Regions from separate parts of the Gossypium hirsutum genome. Here region 1 is linked to region 2. Evidence: chromatin contacts called from public Hi-C data. All regions are on one chromosome and are shown on one strand. The core of a region is the stretch at or near the end of the contact, and the rest is flanking DNA. Distances in the headings are between cores, read along the strand shown.

Evidence for each region. Hi-C and Micro-C count contacts between places; a contact is called where the count stands out from the background.
Region 1: a contact with region 2 is called in a Hi-C map of leaf, with 3 times the contacts expected there. The contact joins the promoter of LOC107918579 here to the enhancer-like site in region 2. A contact is called at or near these places in 21 of 34 Hi-C or Micro-C datasets (anther, callus, fibers and 4 more).

The regions. Positions count from the first base shown.
Region 1 is chrD13:53,553,963-53,559,007 of Gossypium_hirsutum_v2.1, forward strand. LOC107918579 (9-cis-epoxycarotenoid dioxygenase NCED2, chloroplastic) reads left to right here and starts at 3,569. Exons shown (of 1, transcript XM_016848165.2): 1 at 3,569-5,045. The coding sequence starts at 3,701.
Region 2 is chrD13:53,506,945-53,512,038 of Gossypium_hirsutum_v2.1, forward strand. No RefSeq gene overlaps it. Among protein-coding and RNA genes, the nearest start is that of LOC107919227, 40 kb to the right of the region's middle. Within about 2 kb of position 3,172, at least 2 of the 9 cell types and tissues checked have an H3K27ac peak or open chromatin away from gene starts, as enhancers often do.

The DNA.
Region 1 (5,045 bases), core at 2,319-4,818, 47 kb after region 2:
GAATCTTGGGTTAATGATACTCAATTCTACGAAAGTGAAGATGGATCACAAGTAAAAAAGGGTTGATGTTTATGGACATTGACATTGTAGGCTAAATGAGTGCTCTTATTAATACAAGGGCATCTGACATGTTCATATCAGAGAGTCATGTGTAAACTTGGTCTCTCGGTTAACAAATCGACCAAGAAGATCAAGATTGTAAATTCTAAAAAGGTCCTAACTGTGGGAGTAGCACAAAAAGTTGAGTTGTATATCGATCATTGGAAAGTCAATCAAGACATTAAGGTAATTCATTTAGATAATTACGACCTTGTTCTTGGCTTGAACTTCCTTGATCAGATTAATTATATTTTGCTTACTTTTTTCGATTGCATATGTATCTTAGATACTCGTAAATGACAATGCATGGTGTCAGTGAGTTGTGATGAGAAAAATGGAACCAAGGTATTATCAGCAATTCAACTAGCCAAAGATGTTCATTGTGGGAAGAACATCGACTTGGTAGATCAGAGTGTTAAGGAGACCCCTTTGGAAATTCTAGAGGTGCGACAAACCAATGAGAAGCTTGTTGAGTTATCAATGGGGCTACCACCTCTGAGAGAGGTGGGTTGTGTATCAAACTTTGGGGAAAAATACTCATACAAATTGGGTAGTTAAATCAATTAAATGCTACGAGTGAGGTACATCCCAAACACTTATTTAGTGTTTTTCATTTTGACTTATCGTTGGCTTGAAAAGGAGACAATGGCTCATTCAAATTTCTGAAGCAGGTAAGCCAAGGGGCTTACAAATTAGAGTTAGCTGCAATACTCAATGTAAACCTGGTGTTCAATGTGAGTGTGTCGAAGCCTATTTCTGTGGATCAATGGGATCTTGATCGAGGTAAGTCATAATGTGGGCAAGAGCGACGAACTCTTGTGAACGTGATGTACCAAAGAGAGGAGAAACAATTCGAGTTAGGAGACAATGAAAGCTGAGGCAAAGGTTCCAAGGGTGGAACTACACAATAGAAAGACCGGTTGGAAAACAACTAAGGCATCAAGAAAGTTCTGAGACAAGTTAAACCAGTGTCATTCTGAGGCTATGACGAGGGTGTTACGAGAATTGGTGAAGGAAAATGTCAGGGGCCGTGGATCAAAGCCCATGACCATTGCGCATAGAACATCCCATAGAGGTCAATTGATTAAATGAGGCTTATTTGACTTGCTTGAACTTGCCTGACTCGTGGAACATCTGGAGAAGCCCATCTACTTGAAGCCTTGGTGGCCTAGTGAAACACTTCAGTAAAACTAGAGTTACCAAGGTAATTAATGTAAATCCTAAGAGATAAAGATGTATAAAGTTTAAATCCCTTAGGGTTCTCAATTGTAAATAGGCTCTAATCTTGACCGTCGATGTAACTTAATCTGTATTGTTGGTTTTTGGGAGCTTAACTATAAATAAAGACCTCCTTCATTTGTAATTATCCCATTAAATCTCATTCTTTGTATTCTTTCTGGAGTAATAGAATACTTTGAGAGCATTTACTTAAACACTTGGCGTGCTTTGCTTTCTTGTGGCATTCTCTGTTCTTTCATTACTCCTTCGTTTTGAGTTGTTTTCACTTTAATTTTTGGTGCCTTGGGGAATTTCTATCGAGAATTTTTACTTTGCGAGAGTTAGGCTGACTTAGGCAGATTTGAACCCAAGAAATCGCCTAAGGCCACACAGATTGCGAGACTAAAATTCTAGTCTCATGACACATACATATATATAAATTGATGTTTTGTCAAATGCTAATTCAAGTTGGAGAGAAAGCATATATGGTGGTTTGAATAACATGGTTTTAAATCATGAATTTGTAACCAACAATTCACAAAACAATTGGAACTGTAATTGGATCCTCCCCCTTCTCCGATCAATATGTTAATAACAAATAGTTATTAAACGTCCTTGCCCTCCATCAATCACTCAATCTACATCTATTTCAAAGTAGAATATGAACAAGTATCTTTTATCTCCCATATCCGCAATAGTAACACCTCCTATATAAATGAACAATACTTGCTATTAAAAAAACAACCTATTAAACAATTTTCACTTGTTCTTAACAACTTCATTACTCGCACTAAATTACTAGGCTGATCCTCCCCATCATCCAAACAAAGTCCAGCGAGGTACTCCTCTATAGTAGATGATAACACAAGAGATCAAAATGATTGAAAAACTAGAGAAGAAGAAAAAATAAAAGCGTGCTATAAGAATAGACAAATGATATCAATGGAATTCTATAAGTTAGTAATCAAATTACTTCTTTTTATTGAACGTACAAAACTAAAAAAATATGAAAGCTTTAACGATTGACATATAATTTATATTTGATTGTGTATGGTTGAAACAAAGTTGACGAATAAATGAAATGATAAAAGGTGACCAGATAGGTGAATCGATAAACTCAATTAATCTTATTTGCATATGATAATAAAATAAATATTGAATGTATTAAAAGTGTTTATACTTTAGTGACAATATAATTTATTTTATAATATATTAATTCAATATTTAATGAAAAAGTTAGCAGATGTAATTATTTTTTGCAAGCGGCCACTAGCGGATTGACACATGAAAAGGTTGGAGAAAGATGTATTTTGTTATAAATTAAGATGATAGAAATGATGAAAGGGGGAATAATGAAAATATTATCTTTCGGCAATTTAATCAACCGTGTGTTCACTTATTTAATTGTGAAAATACTATAATATTTAACCTTTTCAGTGGTTTTAGGGTCACTCATGCACTCAAAAACACATGCTTTCATAAATAAATATTTTGTTAGGATACGGTTGCTAGCTAAAGTTGAGTATTTTGGATATAAAATCTGATGTTATGTATATAATACTAACTTTAGTAAAAATAACACACCATGCTTGAGGAAAAGCCCACGATTGGAAGTTGAATGCTTCAAATAATTGTTTACCACTCTCTTGTTCATGGTGGAAAGGAAAACTAGATAGCAACCTCCATAACCCATAAACTCATAAAATTTTAATCAATGTACCCACAGAATTAAAATTCACACATTATGAAATTTGAAAACCTACACGTTTTAATTAAATACTTAAAACTTACCATTTTAACTAAAACCTAGTTGATAATCCAATTATTTATAAATTTTACATTACTTTTCTCGTAAAAAGAAGATATGCAAATTTAAAATGGAGGAGGATAAAACCACAACAACAATAATAATAATGCTGTCAAATAGCATACCTAAGTATGACTCGTCTGTTTTTGGGATTAAGTGATTAATTTAAACAACTTTTGGGGTTTTGATTTTGGTAAAGAAAAATGATTATATCTTCATGTAGGGGTGTGCCCCACAAACAGTACTTCCCCTAGCACCGCACCCACTTAAAATTAATTTACAAAATCATAAGTGAAGTTAATAAAACAACTAAATTTGTATTGAGTTGGCCCTTTTATCTGTGCAATAAAAATGCAACACGTGGTGTTCTCTTATGTATTTTAGGAGTTTGGAGTTGGTGTCCACTTTGTTTTTCTATATAAACCTTCTTTCGAACTCCCATTATAGTCACACTCCCCCTCCCCCTCCCCCTCCTACTCTTTTAACCCAATTCCCATACAAATACATACATAAAAAAAGAAAAAGAAAAAAGGTTGAATCTCACATTCTAATTTCTTACATTTTCAATCACCAACAATGGCTTCCTCTGCATCACAGGCAGCATCTGCTACTAATTGTAAATTTCTTCCAGTTTCAACTTGTTTCTCTTCGTCTCTGAATTTGGGTTCTATGCCTTTGAGAAGGACTTGTAGAAAGCCAAACATTTCATGCTCTCTTCAAACGCCTTCCATTCTTCTTTTGCCTAATCAATCATCCCCTGATTATACCACTAAAAACGCAGTGAAACCTCAACCCCAACACTGGAATCCTTTCCAAAGAGCTGCAGCTATGGCTCTAGATGTGGTGGAGAACGCTTTGGTTTCTCACGAGCGTCACCATCCTCTTCCCAAAACAGCTGACCCCAATGTTCAAATATCTGGCAACTTTGCTCCAGTGCCAGACCAACCGGTCAAGCATAACCTCCCTGTTATTGGAACAATCCCAGACTGTTTACAAGGAGTCTACGTTCGAAACGGAGCCAACCCGCTTCACGAACCTGTCGCCGGACATCATTTCTTCGACGGGGACGGTATGGTTCATGCGGTTCAGTTCCAAGATGGCTCTGCTAGTTATGCTTGTAGGTTCACCGAAACCAACCGTCTGGTTCAAGAACGAGCTTTGGGACGTCCAGTTTTCCCCAAGGCCATCGGTGAACTCCATGGTCACTCTGGTATAGCTAGGCTGTTGCTTTTCTATGCTCGTGGCCTATTTGGGCTTGTTGATCCAAGCCATGGCACTGGAGTTGCTAACGCTGGACTTGTTCATTTTAATGGTCATCTCCTTGCTATGTCTGAAGATGATTTGCCTTACCATGTTCGTGTTACTCCATCTGGGGACTTGGAAACCGTTGGCAGATATGATTTTGATGGTCAGTTAAAATCTACAATGATTGCTCACCCCAAGGTTGATCCTGAAACTGGTGAATTCTTTGCTCTTAGCTATGATGTCATCCAAAAGCCATATCTTAAGTACTTCCGTTTTTCACCCGATGGTAAGAAATCACCTGATGTTGAAATCCCAGTAGACGGTCCGATAATGATGCACGATTTCGCCATCACCGTGAACTTGGTGGTGATCCCTGACCAGCAAGTGGTGTTCAAATTGCCTGAAATGATTCACGGTGGTTCACCAGTTGTATATGACAAGAACAAGATGTCAAGGTTTGGGATTTTGGACAAGAATGCCACTGATGCTTCTGGGATTACATGGGTTGAGGCACCTGATTGCTTTTGTTTCCATCTTTGGAATGCTTGGGAAGAGCCAGAAACTGATGAAGTTGTTGTGATTGGCTCCTGCATGACACCGCCAGATTCCATTTTCAATGAATGTGATGAGAGTCTCAAGAGTGTCCTGTCTGAAATCAGATTGAATTTGAGGACCG
Region 2 (5,094 bases), core at 1,922-4,421:
AATATATATTTTTAAAAATTTAAAAAAATTTAAAGAACATATAAAGAAAGTTAAAATTTAAAAAAAAATTAAAATAATAATTTTTGGGACCTAAATAAGTATATTAACTGTTCAAGTTTATTATATTAAAGTTTTTTTTTCTTATTTTGCTTTGAAAAAGTTTTCAAATATATATAGTATATGCTATAACATGGAATTGATTATATTGTAATAAGATTTTAATTTAACATTTTTAATTTAACTCGAACAATTTCACTCAACTCCATGTTATAATCAATTCCATGTTATAGCTATTAAAAATTGATAATAAAACATGACTTGTCAACTCGATTAACTTAAAAAAAATTTACTCGATTCGATCAAACGCTCACCCCTACTTCAATCACATGCTGTCGATTAAGACATATTAATATTTTTAATTTAGAACTGTTGAAGTTAACCAAACATGTATTTTTTTTTAAATTTTACTTGAAGATTTAATAGCAGGCTTCCTCTTCTAGAACCCATCATACTTGACTCGGGGTAGTCATTACTTTTAGGAACCTCCGTATTAGGTGGACAGAATCCAGCATTAGTGAAAGTGATGACTCCCTTCGGCAGCCCAATCCACCTTGGAATGTTGTTATCTGGTTGCACACTAGCATTACGAAATAAGATGCCGCTATAGCAACTTTCATTAGGAGTAATACCTTCCTAAAAATTAAGCATAACTTGCTGAATTTGTTGGAGCAGTACATCATCAATTTGGTTACATTCCACAGGTCGTGTGACTGGCTCTACAATCTGTTGACTAGCTTGCCCTTCTTGGACGTTTACTTTTGGAGAGAATGTAGCCTCTGAATCATCTTACGGATAAATGTCATGGTCCCTGGCTCACATCATCCCATCATAATCCTCAAATATATATATTTGATCTATAAAAGGAATCGATGAGCACGTACGAGCCTGATACCTCGGTTGATGCTTTATGTAGTTCGAATACTCTTGGCCCCTATTACTGGACGCTCTCATAGAAAATCGGAAGTGTGATTCCTGAGTGTCGTAACCAAAGTGAGTGAACAGCCTGTCCATCTTAGTAGTAAGCATTTCCTCCATCTCATGCACTTGGTAGTATGACCAATTCCACCACACTTATACATACCTTGCAAATTCTATCATATTGAAGCTCAATCCATGCAGTATTTCCATTGTCCAATTAGATTGCACAACCAAGAACTAAGGGACACATCTTAACCCATACTCTCATAAAACCAACGTTTCATGGTGCCACATTCTCCCAGTCAAAATTTTGAACTTCCCCAACTACTTGCACAAATGGAATTTTGATACTCCAGTGATAAACTTTAGATTTGCATCCAAACAGACACTCGAGAGAACAAGCTTGAGCTAAATTTGACATTTGGTTGCCACAGACCATAAAAAAGCGAACTTCTACAGACTATTGACCATTGTTCAGTATATAAAAACTCTCCCTATTTCTAAGTTTTCCAAGTCGGTTAAGTAGGGATTGCATATAATGTGGAGAGAACTTTGGAGATAAAAATCTCCACAGGAATAAAATGTTTTGTAAATATTTGTAGGTAGGTATGGTAATACTCGGTGTAGATTAATTTGTTTTTCTTATTTGGATATTCTAATTATTGTTGACAGTGATTTTGGAGTGTATATACACATTATTCTTTTAGATAACATATTTTTTAAAAAATTTTATTTAATTTTATTGAGTTACTAAATTTAGATATTTAGCATCTTTTATTATCTCATGAATTCAACCATAGATAATAAACAAAATTCACATTTATTAATCATTGGGCCTTTTGAGAATGAAGACACAAAAAAGTCCAAACAATAAGTAACCCATAAAACTACCTATAAAATAATGTTTGGGCATACATTTTGTTAATAGATTGATTTTGAAAGTTTGAGTCTCACCTAAATTTAAATCCATCAGTCATAGTTATTTTGATTATAATTATATTATTTGCAATTGTAACTTAAAAGTAAAATACATGATTTTTCATCTAATTTTGCATATGCTAATGTGATGCATATAATTGAATGGGTGGTCTACTAAGCATTTGGGTTATGCTAGTAGACTGCAACTCATTAAGGCTGTGTTCTTAAGAAAGTTTATCAATATTATTTTAGCTTCTTTTGGGAAGGAAGGTTGGCTTGGGTTGAGGGGCTCGTGTTTGTTGGAAGGTGATTTGTTTACCTAAACCTGAGTGAGACTAAAAAATGTGGTAGAATGAAATCAAGCTTGTATTTTCTAATGCATATAATTGAATGGGCTTACAAATTGAAGTGAGGGGTTTTTTTTCTTATCTTTTGGAACGGGATAATTGTTTAAGAGTAGAATTCTAGATTTTATGTGAAATTAACAGATTTTTTGGTCACTACAGTGGACAACCAAATTGAACAAATGGACGACATGTTTGCAAAACTTTTTAAAACACGAAATCCACAACAAGAAGTTGGAATGAAATTGGATACTAATTTCCACCTTTCTTTTAGAAATTTCCACAACCATGCGGTTCTAATCTCTGTTTCACTAAACAAGAAAATAAATCAATAGTAAGCCCATGCCATTTCTCTTTCTAACACCTCAATCATATACATACTTGTTTCCTTTTTCTAATAAAATGCCAAATAAGTGTCATCAATTCTTTTTTAATATTTATTTCATATAAATATCTTGAAAATGAGAATAAGGTTATTGTTAATTAATGCTTTCAATACAACTTGTAATTGTTTCATTTGACAAGATATTTAGAGATTGTAACATCTCTTACTATTTTCAATTACTTATATTTTTTTAGGGCAAAAACGCATTTCATATAATAATAATAATTAGAACAAGAGCAAAAAGTTAAATCTAAGCCAACAAGTTTTCTCCGTTCACTAAAACCTATGCATCTCATTCTCATAAGCACTAGAAATAACATCTCTATTGAGAAAAGGCAAAAAAGCACTCCAGGGAATTACAAAAACATGAAAAGAAGCATAAGATAAGGCTACCATAGTCATGTTATGAGCGGCCTTATGAAAGGATAAATCAGAGAAAACGAACTGAGATGAATACATTCTTGAAGAAGAATATCGAATTCAGGCACATCAATTTTTTCTTAAGTCAAAGCATTAATCATACGTTGACAATCAAACTCAATCACAATGTTATCTAGCCTCTAAGCAGCAAGCCACCATAACTCTCCTTTAATTGCAAAAACCTCAATAAATTGAAGGTCCCAAGTTGTCTTGACTTGGTCAACCATCCCTTTAACAAAGACACCAATTGCTGCATAATTTGAATACTACTCGTCGCGAAACAAAGCTCCATCCACAATACATTTGAGTGGGCCGACAATTGGCCTCTTTCACCCAGGAATCGTCGAATCAAACTAATGAGCTACTGGTTTTGCAATACCATAAACCGATTGAGCCTCCAACCATTGCATAAGAAAGTTGTCTGCAATGTCAATAACATGCTGCGGGGAATGAGCCTCACCTTTCCAAACAAGCAGGTTATGATGGAACCAAATACTCCACATGATGGTGAGAATCCGATGAAATCTATTAATATCATTTGACTCAAGTAAAGAAAAATTGATGCCAGACCACCCAACTAGAATCACAATAAACAAAAAAGATGATCACAAGTTTCCTCCTCTCCACACCAAACACAAGTCAGAATATTTACCCCTTTATTTGCTAACCTTGCACAAGTAGGAATAAAATTTTTTAGACACCTCCATGTAAAGTCTTTGATCTTCAGAGGGAATTGACCACTCCAAATTCTCAACCAAGGTCCATCGACTTCAAACGAATCAGAATTAGAATACAAATCAAAGGCTAACTCTTGCCCTGATTTTACCATGTATAAACCATTACTAGACCAGTGCCATATTAATTGATCTGGACCCTTCTGCAACCTTATAGGGATCTTGTACATTAGACTCACATCATAAGGGGTCAAGATGCTTTCCACCAACTCTTCCATACCTGGCGAAGTCACACATTTTCATTAAGCTTGCAGAAGGGTATAATCCTTCTTTTGTTTGGAACACAAAGCTTGTCCCAAGATGACCAAAAAGGGTATAATGAAATTACATTTTCATTAATCGATGGCGATGAAGGTTATAATCCTTCTTTTGTTTGGAACACAAAGCTTGTCCCAAGATGACCAATGTAATTTCTTACGATCATCGCCCCTAGAGCCCCACCAATACGAGTTAATCATTTTTGGCAAGGTGTCACAAGTATAGAGAGGGATCATGAAGATACGCATGCAAAAAATGGGTAAAACCTATGCAACCGTCTTAATAACAACTTCCTTTAATAGTTTCGACAAAAGACAGTTCTTCCAACTATTGATACGTTTGTTCAACCTGTCCCAAATAAAAAAAAAATGCTTCTTATTTCTCCCAATCAAAGAAAGAAGCTCGAGATATTTGTCGTGCTCTAAAGGAGTCGAAACACCGAACAACGAGTACACCACATTTCTATCATGAAGCTTCATGTTTGAACTGAACATAATCCTTGATTTCTAAAAATTAATAGCATCACCCAATGCTTCCTCGTAGTCAACAAAAAATTCTTTAACTGTAGAGCACTCAACCCCAGTCGCTTAGAAAAGAAATAAAAGTTGTCATCAGCAAAAAGCAAATGAGAAATCGAGGATCCTCCACGACACACAAAAATACCATGAAGGTCACCCCTTGCTTCTACCTTACAGAGTAAATACACAAGATAAAAGAGGTAAAGCAACAAAAGATCTCCTTGACACAAACCTCGATGTGGAGGAATAGGACCCACCTCATGGCTATTCAAATAGATGGAATAATTAACCATAGTGACACACATTATGATCCAATTCACCCAGCATAGAAAAACTCATTTTTTGCATAATAAATTGAAGAAAATTCCAATCGATACGGTCATACGCTTTGCTAACATCTAACTTCAAAGCAATCTCACCCAACTTACCGTGACCTTTATTATTCATAGAGTGGATAAGCTCAAAAGTGATCAAAATGTTATTAATGATCAGACGTCCTGGAACAAAAACATGTTGCATGGGAGAAATGATGGAAGGCA